2 separate regions of the Mus musculus genome follow, and region 2 is linked to region 1. Evidence: chromatin contacts called from public Micro-C data. All regions are on one chromosome and are shown on one strand. Each heading gives the region's core, a stretch centred on a gene start, on an enhancer-like site or on the middle of the called end of the contact. The rest is flanking DNA. Distances are from core to core; before and after follow the strand shown.

The links. Hi-C and Micro-C count contacts between places; a contact is called where the count stands out from the background.
Region 2: a contact with region 1 is called in a Micro-C map of embryonic stem cells, with 34 times the contacts expected there. The contact joins the promoter of 9130024F11Rik here to the promoter of Pantr1 in region 1. A contact is called at or near these places in 2 of 39 promoter capture datasets (cranial neural crest and embryonic stem cells), 5 of 484 Hi-C or Micro-C datasets (all in embryonic stem cells) and 1 of 115 datasets of contacts at active chromatin or transcription factors (embryonic stem cells).

What each region holds. Positions count from the first base shown.
Region 1 is chr1:42,691,832-42,699,727 of GRCm38.p6, forward strand. Pantr1 (POU domain, class 3, transcription factor 3 adjacent noncoding transcript 1) reads right to left here and starts at 2,994. Exons shown (of 4, transcript NR_027826.2): 1 at 2,916-2,994. Pou3f3 (POU domain, class 3, transcription factor 3) reads left to right here and starts at 3,937. Exons shown (of 1, transcript NM_008900.3): 1 at 3,937-7,896. The coding sequence starts at 5,315. The coding sequence ends at 6,808. The region is part of intron 1 of Gm46091 (predicted gene, 46091); the gene reads left to right.
Region 2 is chr1:56,967,720-56,975,615 of GRCm38.p6, forward strand. It overlaps 9130024F11Rik (RIKEN cDNA 9130024F11 gene), which reads left to right and starts at 3,750. Exons shown (of 2, transcript NR_024326.1): 1 at 3,750-4,052; 2 at 6,539-7,477. Satb2 (special AT-rich sequence binding protein 2) reads right to left here and starts at 3,615. Exons shown (of 11, transcript NM_139146.2): 1 at 3,393-3,615; 2 at 1,934-2,161. The coding sequence starts at 2,102.

The DNA.
Region 1 (7,896 bases), core at 1,744-4,243:
TGAGCCCCTCCTCAACTGACACCTCTTCCTCCCTCATTACAAACCACTGCATTGATTTAGCATCAACTGTTTCCAAATAAATTACCAATTCAAAATTGCAAGGTGTTCTGTATACAAAAGTGCACTATAATTTCAGACATTTGATACTCCCCTCCCAATGTGGCTTTCTTCAAAAGAACAAATCCAAGAAGCATTTAAAAAATCATCCCCAGACCATTTCACTAAAGTAACATAATCACACTGGCCTGGACTTAGCATCGCTATTTCTTTCGGCCATATTTATTTAAGTAAGTATATCCTTGAATTTTATAAAACCGGGAGATAGTGATAAGGAGGGATAGATCTGACTGTCAAAAATAGAAAACATGGAAAATCTGGTTCTCTATACTGAAGCTCCATTGTCCTTGGGGAGTGGAGACCCAGGATATCCTGGTTAGTTTTGATTGATCACCTTCTTTCTGATGGGTTTTCACTACTGAGCCAGCACACACCGCCTGCTCCCCACTTGCAGCTTTAACTAGGGGGACATTGACTTCCTGCCTCTTCTCCCTCACTTCTTCCTCATCTCTAGCCCTCTGCCCTCTGGTTGCCAGCCCCCTCCCCTCTTCACTGGATCCTACAGCTCCCTGTCCTAATCTGGGCAGACTCACAATTCAGACACCCCCACCAAGACAGGCCAGGCATCTCCCTCTTCAGCCCTGATTCTCTGGGGAAAATTCCAAATAAGAAATATTTATGTTTAGTAAACAACTCATTTCTAGGGTTTACCCCTCTCATGATCAACAACTAAAATTAATAGCTCTCTCTCTCTCTCTCTCTCTCTCTCTCTCTCTCTCTCTCTCTCTCTCTCTCAGAAGGGTAAAGCTCTTGCTGTGAGGGCCATTGGAATCAGTCCACCTTTTTATGTATTATTTTAGCAACGTCAGACCTGTCTTACTAACTCCCTTCCACACACTTTCCCTTCCCCGCTCCTCCCAAGCAATGAAAATAAAGCTTCCAAACCTTCAAGAACACAAATAAACAATACACCAGAAAGGAAGGAAAAAGAGGAAGCAGAGCAAGAAAAACCAAACAAACAAAACAACAACAACAACAAAAAAAACACTTACCCAGCAAATTCCCAAGGTTAGACTTTTAAATAAAAGGTGGTGGTTGGTTTTTGGTTTTTGGTTTTTGTTTTTTGTTTTTGTTTTTTGTTTAAAAAAAAAAAAGTAAGGTTCCTGGAGGGGCAGAAGAGAAGGCATATTCTCTACTCTCCAGAGCCGAGTTATCCTTAGCCTTCTCTTTACACTGACTCCTCTAAGCCCGGTTCTCTCTCGTCTATTATTTTCACCAAAATATATGAAAATGTATGCAAATGAAAATCAGCACTAACTGTTCTCCCCTTGTTATATACTTTGGATTTTTTTTTCCAGACAAAACAATCACACTCCGCAGAGGGAGGGGGAGGATTGGGTGGGGTGGGAGGGGGGAAGCTGGGGAGCGATTTGAGAACTAAGTACGTGGGGGGTGGGGGGAGAGAAGGGGACAGACCTGGGAACAGAAGTGCGTTTCTGTTATTGAGGAGCACAGCGTTTGGGGGGCTTCCCGAACGTGCACACCCTCCTTGCAAAGAAAGAAAGTGGATCTGTTTGCTGAGGCGCTATCCCGTTTCATCAGGCCACCTGAGACGGCTTTTGAAAGCGTGTACTGTGAAACTCATAGCAGTAATTTAGACAAAATCCTCACTGTATATTAATGAAAGGCGGCCCCATGGCTCTGTTCCTATCCTCCCCATTCAGTGTAAACAAAACCACGAGACTCTTTCGGTTTTTGAGCCGGATCCAAGCAAAATCGGCAGGAAAGGAAAACACGGGGTGCTGGCACCGACTATTCAAACGTCTGCACCTGGAGATCTCAGATTTATTCAATGAAATCTGTGTTCCATCTTTTATATATACATATACGCATATATAAATATAAAAAGGAACCTTTTGGAATGGAGGGGGGAATCCGTTCTGTTTTGGGGCTTTGGTTACTGCTGCCTTTTAGATCTGTTTCTACGATGGTATCTTTTCACCCCGGCAAGCAGGAGCTGGACCCGATCCTACATAAATGCCCCGCGTCTACGGTTAATCTCGAGATCACGCAGAGGCTGCGAGGCTGCTGCTGAGCTGGAGAGCTCCCTCTGTAACTGAGTTCACAGAAGTGAGCCCTCTAGAGAAATTATGCATCGGGGAGAAGGCAGGCCAGTTCTTTATATTCGGAGCACACCGACCGCCGGGTTACGTTCTCGGCTGCTGCTTGGACTAGAAACTGCAGATTGCGGTCCGGTGCCCTGCAGCTGAGGGTGCGGGGTGCAAGCACACGCACACTCATTAAGAGTCGTGTATTTATTGAATGTCCGAATTGGGTTAGTTCATTGGAAATCCCCAAGGAGGATTTAATTTGTCCTTGTTTTCGTTGCCACTTTCTCTTTTTTCTTGGTTCGCTGAGGTTCCTCTGTGCGGCGTTTCCGCTTGGCCGCGTCGTCCCCCCCCCCCCCAACACACACACACCACACCACCCCCTCTTCTCCCGCCTACCGGGCGCACTCCTCCTCCCGGGCCCCTTAACTCTTTCAGCTGGGTTGCGGCTGAGAAAGCACTTGTCGACAGCGGTCACAGCCACCTCGCAAAACCTGAGACCCAAAGAAAGAGGAAAATAAAGCGTCCCCATGCCCAAGAATAGCAAGCGAGTGAAAACCCCACCAATGAACACACTCACACGCGCGCACACACGCACGCACACACACACACACACACACACACACACACACGAGTCAGCGGTAAAGGGGACCGGGGTGGGGGGCGGGTGAGCAGCTAGCAGCCCTAGGCCCTCTAGGCGAGCTGAGGCAGACACTGCATTCTAAAGGCATTGGGATCGAATACACTTACGATGAATCTAGGGGGACGGTCGGGCTGATTGCCTTTCAAATACCTCGCGTGGCTTCGTTGACCGGCACCCTCCAAACTCACAAGGGCACGCACGATACTTGCAAGAATCCCAGAGGAGGGTGGGTGGGAGGGAGGAAAGGAGGGAGGGGGGGTTGGAGAGCGAGCAGCCGCAGCAAGCGGTCGGACTCGCACGCGCGGGCCCCGCGCTGGTACAGGGCTGCAGGTTTCCCAGATGATGGCATCCGAGAACTTAAACAAAGAGGGTCGCCGCCGGCGCGCCGCGGCTGCACAAAGTTGCAGTGGCGGATTTCCAAGAAGCTTGGCCACAGGAGCTCTGCGCGAGGCAAGCCTTCCTTTCCCACCTCCTGCAGGACAGAGATGGGGGCCCGCGCGTGAAGGGAAGAGGAAACTTTGAAACCAGTGGGGACACATCTGTCTATAGGTATTAGCTTGAACGTACATCCGCGGCGCGCGCTTTACAAATCTCTCGCGTGGGGTGGGGGTGCGACACAACGCAGTCTAGGTAGAATGGGTAGACTGCTATTTTTCAAGATTTTTTTCCCCTCTTCATTTTCCTCCTGGTCCCCCTTCTACCCGCCCCCTCCTTTTCTCTTCCATTTCTCTCCCAACCCCCCCAGACCAATCGCGAACACAGGGAGCCGCCAAGGGAACGCAGACGTTTGGGCTGGACACTAAGAGTTAAGATGTGGCGGAGGGGTGGAGCGAGGGGGGGGGACGACGAAGGGGGCGGAGGGGGAGGGGCGTGGAGGGGAAAGTGGCGCGGAGGAGGGAGGATGGGGCGGGGGGGGGGGGACAACAGATTTCCAGCTTCTACGACGCTCTGCCTAAATTAAAAAGCAACCAATCGGAACGGCCGGAAGGGGGGCCAGGCGTCCTAAGCCAGTCATTCCAGGCTTGCCAATCACCCAGCGGGTAGCCAATCAGCAGGGGCCCTGGTGCTCGACTTCCTTGTATTTGGGAAAGTGTGGTGGTGGGTGCGCGCTTGCGGCGGAGGGTAAACATTCGACAGTCCCTGCTCTGAGAGGGAGGGACGGAGAGCGAACTGTCAGATCCTAGCGGGAGCGGGCGCTCGAGAGAAGGAGAGAGGGAGAGAGAGAGTGAGAGAGAGAGGGAAAGTGAGACAGAGAGAAAGAGAGAGAATCCGGGCGCAGAGCTAGCTCCGGCTGCAACTCTGCCCCGGCACGCCTGCTCCCGCGCCCGCCGTCGGGTACTCTAGGAGCGGTACAACGTGCCCACAGGAGTTGGTTGTGTATCAAGGATTCCCTGTATGCACACACACATCTCCACCTCCACCAATGCACTCTTCTTCCTCCTCCTTCTCCAGACAACTGCCGGGGAAAAAATAAAACATCAACCCCAACCTTCAGCAACAAGGTAACAGAACAATTCGACATTTTTTTTTCCTGTTCAATTTTTGCCTTGTTATATTTGTTTCCTAATTTCTACCCAAAAGGAAAGATGTCGCACCAGACTGTGAGTGTCGCGAGGAACATGAAAAGGGACTCTTGTTTCAGAGACGTCCAAGAGCTCCGGCAATAACAACTTCAGAGAAATGCACCATCGCAAGAAGTTTTCCTAGGACAAAACAAAACTTGAAAGAAGCGAACCAGGGGGGCAGAACAGGAGCCAGCCGCCCCACTCCGCAGACGCGAGCCGCCAGCATCACCACGCCTGTAAGGACCGGAAAAGTTTTACTATAGTAAGGGGAAACAGTAAGATGTGTTGCTGAAGATCAGGGAAGACAGCGGACCAACTAGGAGCGGCCAGATTGCTGGCCACCCACAATTTGGCCAAGGAAGAAAGGAACCGCTTCGTCCTTTGTTGTCTCCCGTGAAACCTTCGCTTAGCAGGTGGACAGAGCCCTGTGCCGGGCCAGAGTCCGCACTCGTCCGAGGACAGGAGGAGCCGCGGAGCCCTTGCTCCCCGAGAGAGCGCCCGAAGTACGGGTCCCCGCCCCAGTGGGCGAGCCTCGCTGGAGCCAGCCGATCGCTCCCGGCCAGGGGGGAGACCACGACCCCCCCTGAAGGGGCTGGCCACGGAGCTCGCCCGGAGAAGCGATCCCCCCTCCCCAGGGCGCTGCTCCTGCTGCAGCGGCGGCTGCTGCTGACCGAGGCTAGCCGGCGACCCCCGCGCCCTGCCAAGCGGCCTTGCAGCTGCAGCCCCGGGCCGCGGCGGCGGCGGCGGGGGCGGAGGCGGCGGAGGAGGAGGCGGCGGAGAAGGCGGCGGGGCCGGCGGGGACCCGGGGCGGGGGAGGAGGAGCGGGGGGGGAGGAGGCGGGAGGCGGGGGGGGCGCGGCGGCGGCGGCGGCGGCTGCGGCCGCGGCTGCTGCTGCGGCGGCGGCGGTGGTGGCGGCGGTGGGGTGGCGGGAGCGGAGCGGCATGGCCACGGCGGCTTCTAACCCCTACCTGCCGGGGAACAGCCTGCTCACGGCCGGCTCCATTGTGCACTCGGACGCGGCCGGGGCGGGCGGCGGCGGAGGGGGCGGCGGCGGCGGCGGCGGCGGGGCGGGGGGCGGCGGCGGCGGCATGCAGCCGGGAAGCGCCGCCGTGACCTCGGGCGCCTACCGGGGGGACCCGTCCTCGGTCAAGATGGTCCAGAGCGACTTCATGCAGGGGGCCATGGCCGCCAGCAACGGCGGCCATATGCTGAGCCACGCGCACCAGTGGGTCACCGCCCTGCCCCACGCTGCCGCCGCTGCCGCCGCTGCTGCCGCCGCTGCCGTGGAAGCCAGCTCACCGTGGTCGGGCAGTGCGGTGGGCATGGCCGGCAGCCCCCAGCAGCCGCCACAGCCGCCGCCGCCGCCGCCTCAGGGCCCCGACGTGAAGGGAGGCGCTGGACGCGAAGACCTGCACGCCGGTACCGCGCTGCATCACCGCGGACCGCCGCACCTCGGGCCCCCGCCGCCGCCCCCTCACCAAGGACACCCTGGGGGCTGGGGGGCCGCAGCCGCCGCCGCCGCTGCCGCCGCAGCCGCCGCCGCTGCCGCTCACCTCCCGTCCATGGCGGGTGGCCAGCAGCCGCCGCCGCAGAGTCTGCTGTACTCGCAGCCCGGAGGCTTCACGGTGAACGGCATGCTGAGCGCGCCCCCGGGGCCCGGCGGTGGCGGCGGTGGAGCGGGCGGTGGAGCCCAGAGCCTGGTTCACCCCGGGCTAGTGCGCGGGGACACGCCCGAGTTGGCGGAGCATCATCACCACCATCACCACCACGCGCACCCGCACCCGCCGCACCCGCACCACGCGCAGGGACCCCCGCATCACGGCGGCGGCGGCGCGGGGCCAGGGCTCAACAGCCACGACCCTCACTCGGACGAGGACACGCCGACGTCTGACGACCTGGAGCAGTTCGCTAAGCAGTTCAAACAGCGGCGCATCAAGCTGGGTTTCACCCAGGCGGACGTGGGGCTGGCTCTGGGTACGCTCTATGGCAACGTGTTCTCGCAGACCACTATCTGCCGCTTCGAGGCCCTGCAGCTCAGTTTCAAGAACATGTGCAAGCTCAAGCCGCTACTGAACAAGTGGCTGGAGGAGGCTGACTCGAGCACTGGCAGTCCCACCAGCATTGACAAGATCGCAGCGCAGGGCCGCAAGCGCAAGAAGCGGACCTCCATCGAGGTTAGCGTCAAAGGCGCGCTGGAGAGCCACTTCCTCAAGTGCCCTAAACCCTCGGCGCAGGAAATCACCAACTTGGCCGACAGCCTACAGCTGGAAAAGGAGGTCGTGCGGGTCTGGTTCTGCAACCGACGCCAAAAGGAAAAACGCATGACGCCCCCTGGCATCCAGCAGCAGACGCCGGACGATGTCTACTCGCAGGTGGGTACCGTGAGCGCTGACACACCGCCACCGCACCACGGGCTTCAGACCAGCGTGCAGTGAATGCCGGGGCGCAGCGCGAAGAGGGCCGCCGCCGCCGCCGCCACCTCCGCAGCCGCTGTCAGCACCGCCATGGTCGCCGTCGCCGCCGTCTCCGAGCCGCCGCCGCCGAGAACCACCGCTGCTGCTGCTGCCGCCGCCGCCGCCGTCACCGTCGCCGCCGCCGCCGCTGCCGCCGCGCAGACCCAGCACCTGGCCAGTGCCAGGGCATCTAGGCCTCCTCCCCTCCGCCCAAAGACAGGCGTGCCACGGCCCCAGGAGGGGGGAGGACAGCTGGAGACCGATGAGACTCTTTCTGAAGTCCAAGAAAGGAGGGACCAAAAAAATTTTTAAGCATAATAAATACCAAGACTGTTTTATATGCATATATAACAAACAAAACCGGAAGAGGAAAAGGGGCAACAGGGACATCTCGTTTATACTGTGGTGGTGTTCTGCTTCTGTTTTGAAAGAAGGGTGAAGATGCCTAACGCACCTAAACTGCACACTTGAGGTACTGTCCACACCGAGATGTCCTGCATGGCGTCGTCGGTGGAGAACACCTGCCTCGGAGATAAGAGAGAGACACCCCCCCCCTCTTTCTTCCACTTCTTCCAAAAGGGCTGCCTAAAAGATCCATGGAAACTTTCTTTATGGGGAGCGACCTGAAAAGAAAGACGCACCAGGTTTCCTGCAGGTCTGACTCTGCTCTTGGACAGTGTTTTTCTTGGCCATATTCAAGTCTTTGGGGAACAAATAAATCAACTAAGAAATGGGAAGAAGGGAGAAACAGAGTCTGGGGGGGAAGATTCGCCGCTTCTGAAGTTCACAGACTGAACAAGAAAGCCAAAAGAAAGCATCCTCCGCAGTAAACTTGGAAATAAAAGCATCGCGAAAGAGCCAAGGCTGGGTGAGGCTGAAGGGTAGGTACGTCCAGCCGCAATCCACTAGCGGAGAGGGCACAAAAGCGGGGCCCGGGCCCAGCCTCTGAGACCGCCCACAAGGGCCAGGCCTCCACCACCAAACCCGGGCTTTGCTGACTGCCGCTCGGGGTGGACCATGCCTAAAGATTCCGCCGCTAATATTTTTTTTATTAACATTTTTTATTTTTT
Region 2 (7,896 bases), core at 2,500-4,999, about 14 Mb after region 1:
TACTTCCAGCTTGGGAGGCATCTAATAGGACCCACTGTTTCCAAATTAAATTAAGCCTCCAAGGTGCTGACTAGAGAAGTTTACTGAAATCTATTATTCTTCAGAAAGGCATTAATTTTATCTGTAGCAAATTTAGAATCAGTGGTCAAAAGCAAATTGTAATTTCAGAAAATCTGCAAAGGAGCAGATTCTGGGTTCCATACTAAAGGGACCCAGAATCAACAGACTGAGGCAACTTCTTTCCTAGTTCAATATGACATGAAAGAAAAAGAAGCCAGCTTTGTTGAAGGATTCTTGATAGTTACACTCTAAACTGTCTAAAGAACTCAGCGAACTTAGAGCGTGCAGCTGAACTGCACTGTATTAACAAAGGGAAACAAAAATTACTAAGTCCACGATTTTTCTTATATAAAAGGTGACTTCCAGAATATGTGTTTTCCAAGGATTTCCAAAAATGTCCTCACCAGACATTAGCAGCCTGTACAGTCAGGATCGAAGCTTGGTTTTACCATATCTCTGATGGATTTCCCTCCATTGTGTGCATAGAGGTGTCCATAAAGTGAGGCTCGGGTCATTGTTCTGGTCTTGGGGCAATATACTCATGAACCCCACTCTTGAAAAGTTAGCCATGCAGTTGCCAGATTTGTTTGCATGCTCGTTTCTTTTTCATTTCTTTTTGTCTCATTAAAAGTATGTTTTCACATCTCTAAATGGGACTATACAGAAGCCAAAACATGTTTTCAAAACTTGAAAAATTGAGAGGAAGGCTGCTTCTCGGGACAAATGGCCAATTTAAAGGATTGAGGCAAGCTAAGCTGTGTTTAATGACTACCACCAAGAAAAATAGTAATAACATTAAAAACAGAAAAGTGTCATCTTCTTAGGTGTGTGGAGACATTTCAAACTAAGCATGTATTCCAAAATTTGATGGTCACCACAAACAGGGACATAAGGGATGGGGGAATGGGAGGTGGGACTTTATCACCAAGTTTAAGAATTACATTAAACTTACTGCTGTTGAAAGCCACTGGGGTGAGGGGGTATCTCAGGCATAGTACAATTAAAGGAATAATTTATCCCAAACAAAACAGTCTGAATGCTGTGTAAAGTTGTACATTTCATATGTACGAAACAGCTAGTTGACTGCCCTGCAAACCCAAAATACAGTATTTAAATTCCTCTCTGGTCTTATTTTGTAAGATTACTAAACACTATTGAAGAAAGTTATGTGTAGATGTACTGAAACATAAAAGTCTTCCTTTAAAATAATATTTAATTCTTGGGTAGGGAAGCAGCAGGCAGCATATAGAGTTGCTTGCTGTTTTTCACCCAATTCTCTAATTCCTATCAAAGTTATAACCGGCTCCGTCTAAACTCTGCAGGCAAAACAGCATCAAATCCTCTAAGGACATAATGGATTCACGGTGATCCTTCGGTTTTTTCCCCTAGAACTTCTGCAGGACACAGTCCTAGCTGTCACTCATTTGTCTCAACCCTGTCCCAGCTACAGAAGAACACCAGAGTCACTGCTTCGACTCTAGCCAGATCCTAGGTCTCTGTCCCACTACAACCAAGGCATACAAGCTTCAGCCCTAAAACAGATCCGAGGCAAGGCAAAGGAGTTAAAACACTAAAGAGCTCTCTAGGAAAATCTAGAAACAGTTAGCTGGCTGTGACACAGACCTGCCAACACCTCAGCACAGAGTGGCAAAGTGCCCAAAAAATGCCACCCTCTGGGTAAACCACTTTCTTGTTTTAACTCGAGATGAAGCTACTACCAGTTGCGGAGAGGCAACTAGGGCACTATTTGGCAACCTGGATTTGACTTCCTGTAATCCTACACCGAAACAGCGCCTAATCAACCTGAACCCTGACACCCAGGCCATTATCACTGGGCCTCCGCTGCGCGCACCTCCCAGCTCCGGGCTGTTACCTCCCACGGCCTTGGCCACGGCGCCGTTGGGCCTCCCGCGGGCTCCCATGGGGCTGCCGTTCTGCTCCAGCCGGGCCACCTTCACCGGGGGAGGCCCCTTGACGTCGGGGCTGCCGCTTCTTCGGTCGGGGCTGTCCCGAAGACACGGGCTCTCGCTCCGCCGCTCCATGCTGCTCCGATTTGGAGACAAAGTTCCCACCGGCAGGTCGCAATAAAACGCGCAGGGACCTAGGGAGGGGGCGGAGGGGAGGAAAGGGGGAGGGAAAAAAAAAAGAGGGAAAACCGCTCACACACGTGATAGACGATCAGGCCAGTGGCAGAGCACTGCACCGCAGCCACACAAACTTCCTCCCACGCTGCAGAAGGGTACCGAAGGGTCCCGGGAAAGCAAGTCCCAACCAAACAAACACTGGAGGTCCCAAAGCTGCCCAGAACTTGAGGTACTAAGACCTGCTCTGTCTCAGGTCCCAAGAGTTAGCCCTCAGTTGTGTGGACAGAGTCGGACCTCGAAGCCTTTAAGCAGTACCCCATTCATTGCGGGCAGCGCTGGCATTATCCTCTCTTTGATAAAGAGCCACCACCACCATAAGCCCCACTTGGGGTGTCAGGGTTTTGAAAGGAGCGTACTTATGGGCGAGAGGTCCCACCAGGCCAGGGAGGGAGCAAGGACTTACACGGGTCCTTAAGCAAATTAATTGCTTGATAAATGCGCTGTGGATGGCCAAGCTGGATCAATGGATCCATGGAATCCCCACCTTTTACCTTTATGGACCAAGTACACTTGTGTACACAAACACACACCTTTGCACACAAAAAAATTAACTATAATTTCACGTGAGCGAGCATCCCAAAACACTCTGAGATTTGGAAAGGCTACCCTCCATCCCAGGATCACAATTATTATTTGGGAGCATTCTTATCTTCATCGTATCCTGGATGTGGTTGTTGTTTTTTAAGCCATTAAGCGTACAACATAAGAGAAAGAAATCTTGATTCTTAGGTACAGGAGCAGGCTTCATTAATCCTAATTTCTAAATCTGGAAAGTTTTTCTCGAGGTCCCTAGGCGAGCAGTGCTCCATACTCTTCAATTTTGGAGGAGTGACCCGGAAGAAGGGAAAACACCTGATGAAACGGCGCCCACATTGTCACTGAAACCCATGAAAGGAACCCCTAATACACCAGGGGCTCTGAGAATCCTCTAAGAGCGCTTTGGACGCGGGAGAAGCCTAGTCGCCACGAGTCCAGACGAGGTGGTGGTGGGGGACAGAGAGGAGTTAAGAAGAATGCGAAAGATGTAGGGAGTGCTCGGAGGGGTTGCCAGTGAAGGCTCCACCGCACTTCCCGGCTTCGCCTAAGCGCGCGTGAGAGCCAGAGCCCCAGAACAGCCGGGGAACTTAGCGCGCCCAGGGCTTCCCGAACTACAGGCGCCGCGTGGGAGCCCTCGCCCAGCGTACTTACTGCTCACGGTCTGTCTGAAACTTGGCTGGCTGGGGCTCTGTCCATGGAGCAAAAGTAGAGAATCCAGGGTGGAAAGTTTTTGGTGAATTGTAGTGTTGTCCTAGTCTTCCTTTCTCTTTCCTCCTTCCCCTTTCCTTTTCCTCTTCCCCGGTCCTAGCGTTTAAGGTCCTGGGTCAGGGTGTCTTCTTCTGGTTCGGAGATGGTTGTTATGATGATGGGGGCGGGGGGCAGTGAGGGAGGAGGAGGAGAGGGAAAGGAGGACTCCTCCAAAGGGGCACCAGAGCGAGCGGGGGAGGGGACGGCGGAGGAGGGGGGGGGGAGAGGGGGCTGAAAGAGCCTTTCACACCTTCGGGTAGAAGACCGGTTCTGGAGAGAAAGGGCTGAGGACTGGGAGGCTGCGGCGGCTGCTGGCTCCTACAGCCGCTAGCTCCAGAGGAGGCGCGGCCAGAGTCGCGGGGACGTTGCCACCAAGAGCGGGGAAGGTGCGGAGACCCCGGACCGCGCGCAAGAGAAAACGCGGCGGCCGCACAAGCTGTCACCTCCAACCTCTCCCCTCGCGGCTGCCTCTGCCAGAAGCCAGAGCCGGACTCACTGACAAGCCGCAGAGAGAAAGACACTGAGAGGGAGATGATTATTAGTTGCGTTGAGTCATCAGGCAAAGTGAGTCCTTTTGGGTTGTCCTCGGTTTCCGATTTCTCCCCCTCCCCCTTTCGGTCCCCAGATCTAGCGCCTTCAAAATAATAATTTGGGGTGGGGGTAGGGGATGTCTCTGGGTTATTTCGGGATGGGAATGGGGGGGACGGATCTAAACCCAAGCCAGACTGGTCCACCGCAATGAAGGAGGGGAGTGGGGGGCGGGGAGGAGGGCTGGGGAGGTTGCGGGGGGAGGGGGGCCCCGCCTGGCAGGAAATTAAACATCAATCAATCAATCGCTGTGAGCACGGCGACCCAAGGAGCCGGGCTGCGGAGGAGGCACAGGGATAGGCGAGGGGGTGGGAGTCAGGGAAAAAGGAGGAAGGGGGGAGTCGGAGGTGGGAGCGGGGTGGCAAGGACCTCATGCACCGGGCGACGAAGGACGGATGGCTGAGGACTGAGTGTGGCGCGAGGCGGTGGCCACGGCCGACGAATGGGTGCGTCTAAGCGCTGACGAACGCCAGGGCCCAGGGTCTGGTCCTCCTCCTTGTAGCAAGTCCAGGGCGCAGCCGCCTCGCCCAGCCCCTAGGCGCACTCGTCCCGGCGCGCAGGCTGCGGCGACTAGGCGGGCGCTCCGTGTCGCGGCTCGCCGCAGAGGCGCAGGCTGGCGCTCGGGAGGCGGCAGAGGCTGCCTCGTCTCCGGGCTCTGTTAATTGCGCCGCCGAGTACTTTCGACTTTGGAGATAGGAGGGCGATCGCCTCCCCCACCCACCGCCTCCGCCCACCACCCACCGCCTCCGCCCCTCGGAGCAACTTTTCTCGGTGCGAGCGAGCTCCCCATCTGCTCGGAGCCGACCGGCCCGGCCCGAAGCGCTCCCGGCCGCGTTTGGGGAAGGCCACTTCTCCCTCAAATCCCGTGCGGCCGCGGGTCCGGAACAATAGCCCGGGTGTCCCGAACGCCTGGAGCGAGACTCCGCCCGTCCGGCTGGCTGTGGGTCCGGCACTGGAGAAAGGGTTGCTCCGTGGGCACAAGGCAGGCTGCATCCCTGCCACTCTCGCCACGCGGGCTACGTTGCGAGCGGCGCAGCCCGAGCTGCCCGGAGGCCAGAACACTGTGCCGGCCGGGGCGCTGAAGCTGCGCGCCCCTCGGGTTGCAGCACTGGGGCTCCCGAAGACCCTCAGCGGCTGAGGACCGAGTTCGGCGCGAGCAGAGCTGAGCCGTGGGGACCTAGCCTCTCCGCCCCGAGCGAGGCCGCGCCGATGAGTCCCTAGCTGGTCCTTCTAAGGCTTAGGAGCCACAAACTTTTGCGGACTCCCGCGGCCCTAGCCTTTCGGCTCGCGCAGCTTTACTTGTTTAAGGTGGCGCGGTGACTGCCCGCCAAAACCCCGCTGCCGGCCGCGCTTTTGTCTTGGCCATTCGGCATGGGCGCGGACCTCCTTAAAAAAAAAAAAAAAATAGCACGTGGGCAGGGGCCGCGGCCCCGGCGAGGTGCCTGCCGCGTCCGGCTTCTGTCAGCCCCTGGAACCTCAAAGGAGAAAATATGAACCAGTCCTCTCCGGCCTTCCGGCCAGAGATGCCCCTTGAGCCGGCGGCATCTCTTGTCCCTTCTGTGCACCGGGGCTTTCCCTCCAGTTCCCCAGGACCCCAAGGACTCGGCTTCCACCGGTTGCCTGAGCCACTAGTCCCCCTTAAGAAGTATTGACTGTACGGCGGCGCCAGAGGGCCAAACTAAATTCGGTTTCGGGAAACGCGCTCGAGGCAATTCTCTAAATCCTGGCCTTGAGCTGGGCCAGTGGAGATTGAATCTGAGAGTAGCGCTGGAGACTGGGCTGCTGTCCACTTGCTTGGTAGCCTACCCCCTTGACCCCACAACGCCCCAAGAGTCGCAAACCCACGGCCAGGGAAGCCTAAGGGCTTCTAAAAGAAAGAGGGTCCCCGAAACGAAACCTGTCCCTGGCCTAAATCTCGGTGCCCAGACCTCGGTGAGTCCCACTCAAAGGAGCCGCCCACCAACTTCACCAGAAGCCCCAGGCGGCAAGGGGAGCCCTGCCGAGCCGAGTCGAGCCTGGCAGGGTAGTAATCCTCCAGAGAGCCACCGCAGTTTTAGGAAGCCTTTTTCTTTTCCCTGTTTTTTTCTTCCCCCAAATTCCGTGCTCCCACGAACATGCCCAGCCAAAGGGGCTAAAGAAAATTCCAAGCCCGTGAAAGCAAAGTGGCTCAAGTAAAATCAGCCCTTGAAGGTAGCTGAAAGGTTGTTTTTTGGTTTTTGGTTTTTTTTTTTTTTTTTTAAAGCAATGAAAGAAAGAAACTGTAAGTTTGATTTACAAACTTTAAAAAAGAACAATGTTATAGCATATCGAAATGAAAAGGGGTGTTTCAAAAACTTAGCTATCGCTGTCAAACTAAGCCTGCTTTTTAAATTGGAAATGCATATATTTTATTTATATACTAACTGTATTAAACCCCCCCCTCCCACCCCGTTTTCTTTCTTACCTTGGTGTTGGAACTACAGAATCCACCTCCGGCCCAATGTCCACGAACTAAGAAGAATTGATGATATTAGGACTTGAGGACTTCTGGAAAAAAATGCAAATCGTTTAGTGGGGATCTTTTTTGTCTGATTCGTCACTATTATTATATCTGATGATGCGATGGTTGGAACGATTCTATCCTGTCATTAATTAGCTATTTTATAAAAATCACTGTCGGAAAATCGTCATTTGCGTTTTGCTAAGGATCTCTTCGCTAACCTCACTGGCGTGTGTCAACAGTATAATTATGAACTTCAGCTACAACTCTTATAAACAACACGGCAGTATTGTTTAATCGGTTAATATTTTATAAAGTGTACATATTTTATTATGCTTTGAGGGGAACTATTGATACTAAGTTATTTTTAAAAAGAGAAAGTCTATTTAAATAAAGCATACAATTAAGTTCAATTAAATGTGCACTGTGGCTAGATTCTACACCCTTTCAAATTCATTATTTCTTTTGTCTATTTTTGATAATGTAAAGAAAATCTACCATTTGGAACAAGTAATTCTAAATTATTTAAAATTACATTTTAAAAATTAAACAAATTACATTTAATATACATGACAATGTGTAATTTGATGTCATTACCAAAAGTGTACTTTGAATGTTGGCAGATTTATTTTTAGTAGAGCATTTTCAAATTTCTCTCGTTTCATAAAAGGAGAATTCTAGAAAGTTTTGCCATGCATACCCAGTGTGAATTTTTCCCTGTAGTTTTGACCCGGATAAAGGCCTTTTCTGTTTCAAGTGACATGTTTTTCCCAATCCAGTTTTGTTAACTTCATTTCAGCTAAAGCAAATATTTTCAAACACTTCTAATTGCTACAGTAATTTATATTTGAAATAACACTTTTAAAACATTTGTCATTTTCATTTTTAAAAACAGTGAATAAATATATTTGATGATGATTCAAAAAACTGTTTGGTTTCATTTTTGTATTTCCCACGACGGTTTATTTCCAAACAATTTTTGAAACAATCATACTTTTTTAAATGGTATAAGTACATTTGCCTTTTAAAATACTTTGATTCAAAACTCCTCCTCACCCCACACACACACCAGATTGAGAATGAGCTACCTCTGTGCTCAGAAAATAAAGTTGTGTGTATGTGCGTGTGGTGGTGGGGGGGGGGGGTTGTAGGTTGTTTCAGACCTCCGTTTTTTGAGGGAGATCTACTCAAACTTTTCTCGGATTCTCCTAGCCCTAAAATTCCCACCTTACCTTAGGTAGTCAAAGGCCGCCTGTCTTTCACAATCACACTGTTATTATTATTTTTAAGCAACAACAACAAAACACTGGGACTTTGCAGGCTGGGGTTAAGTGCCACAGT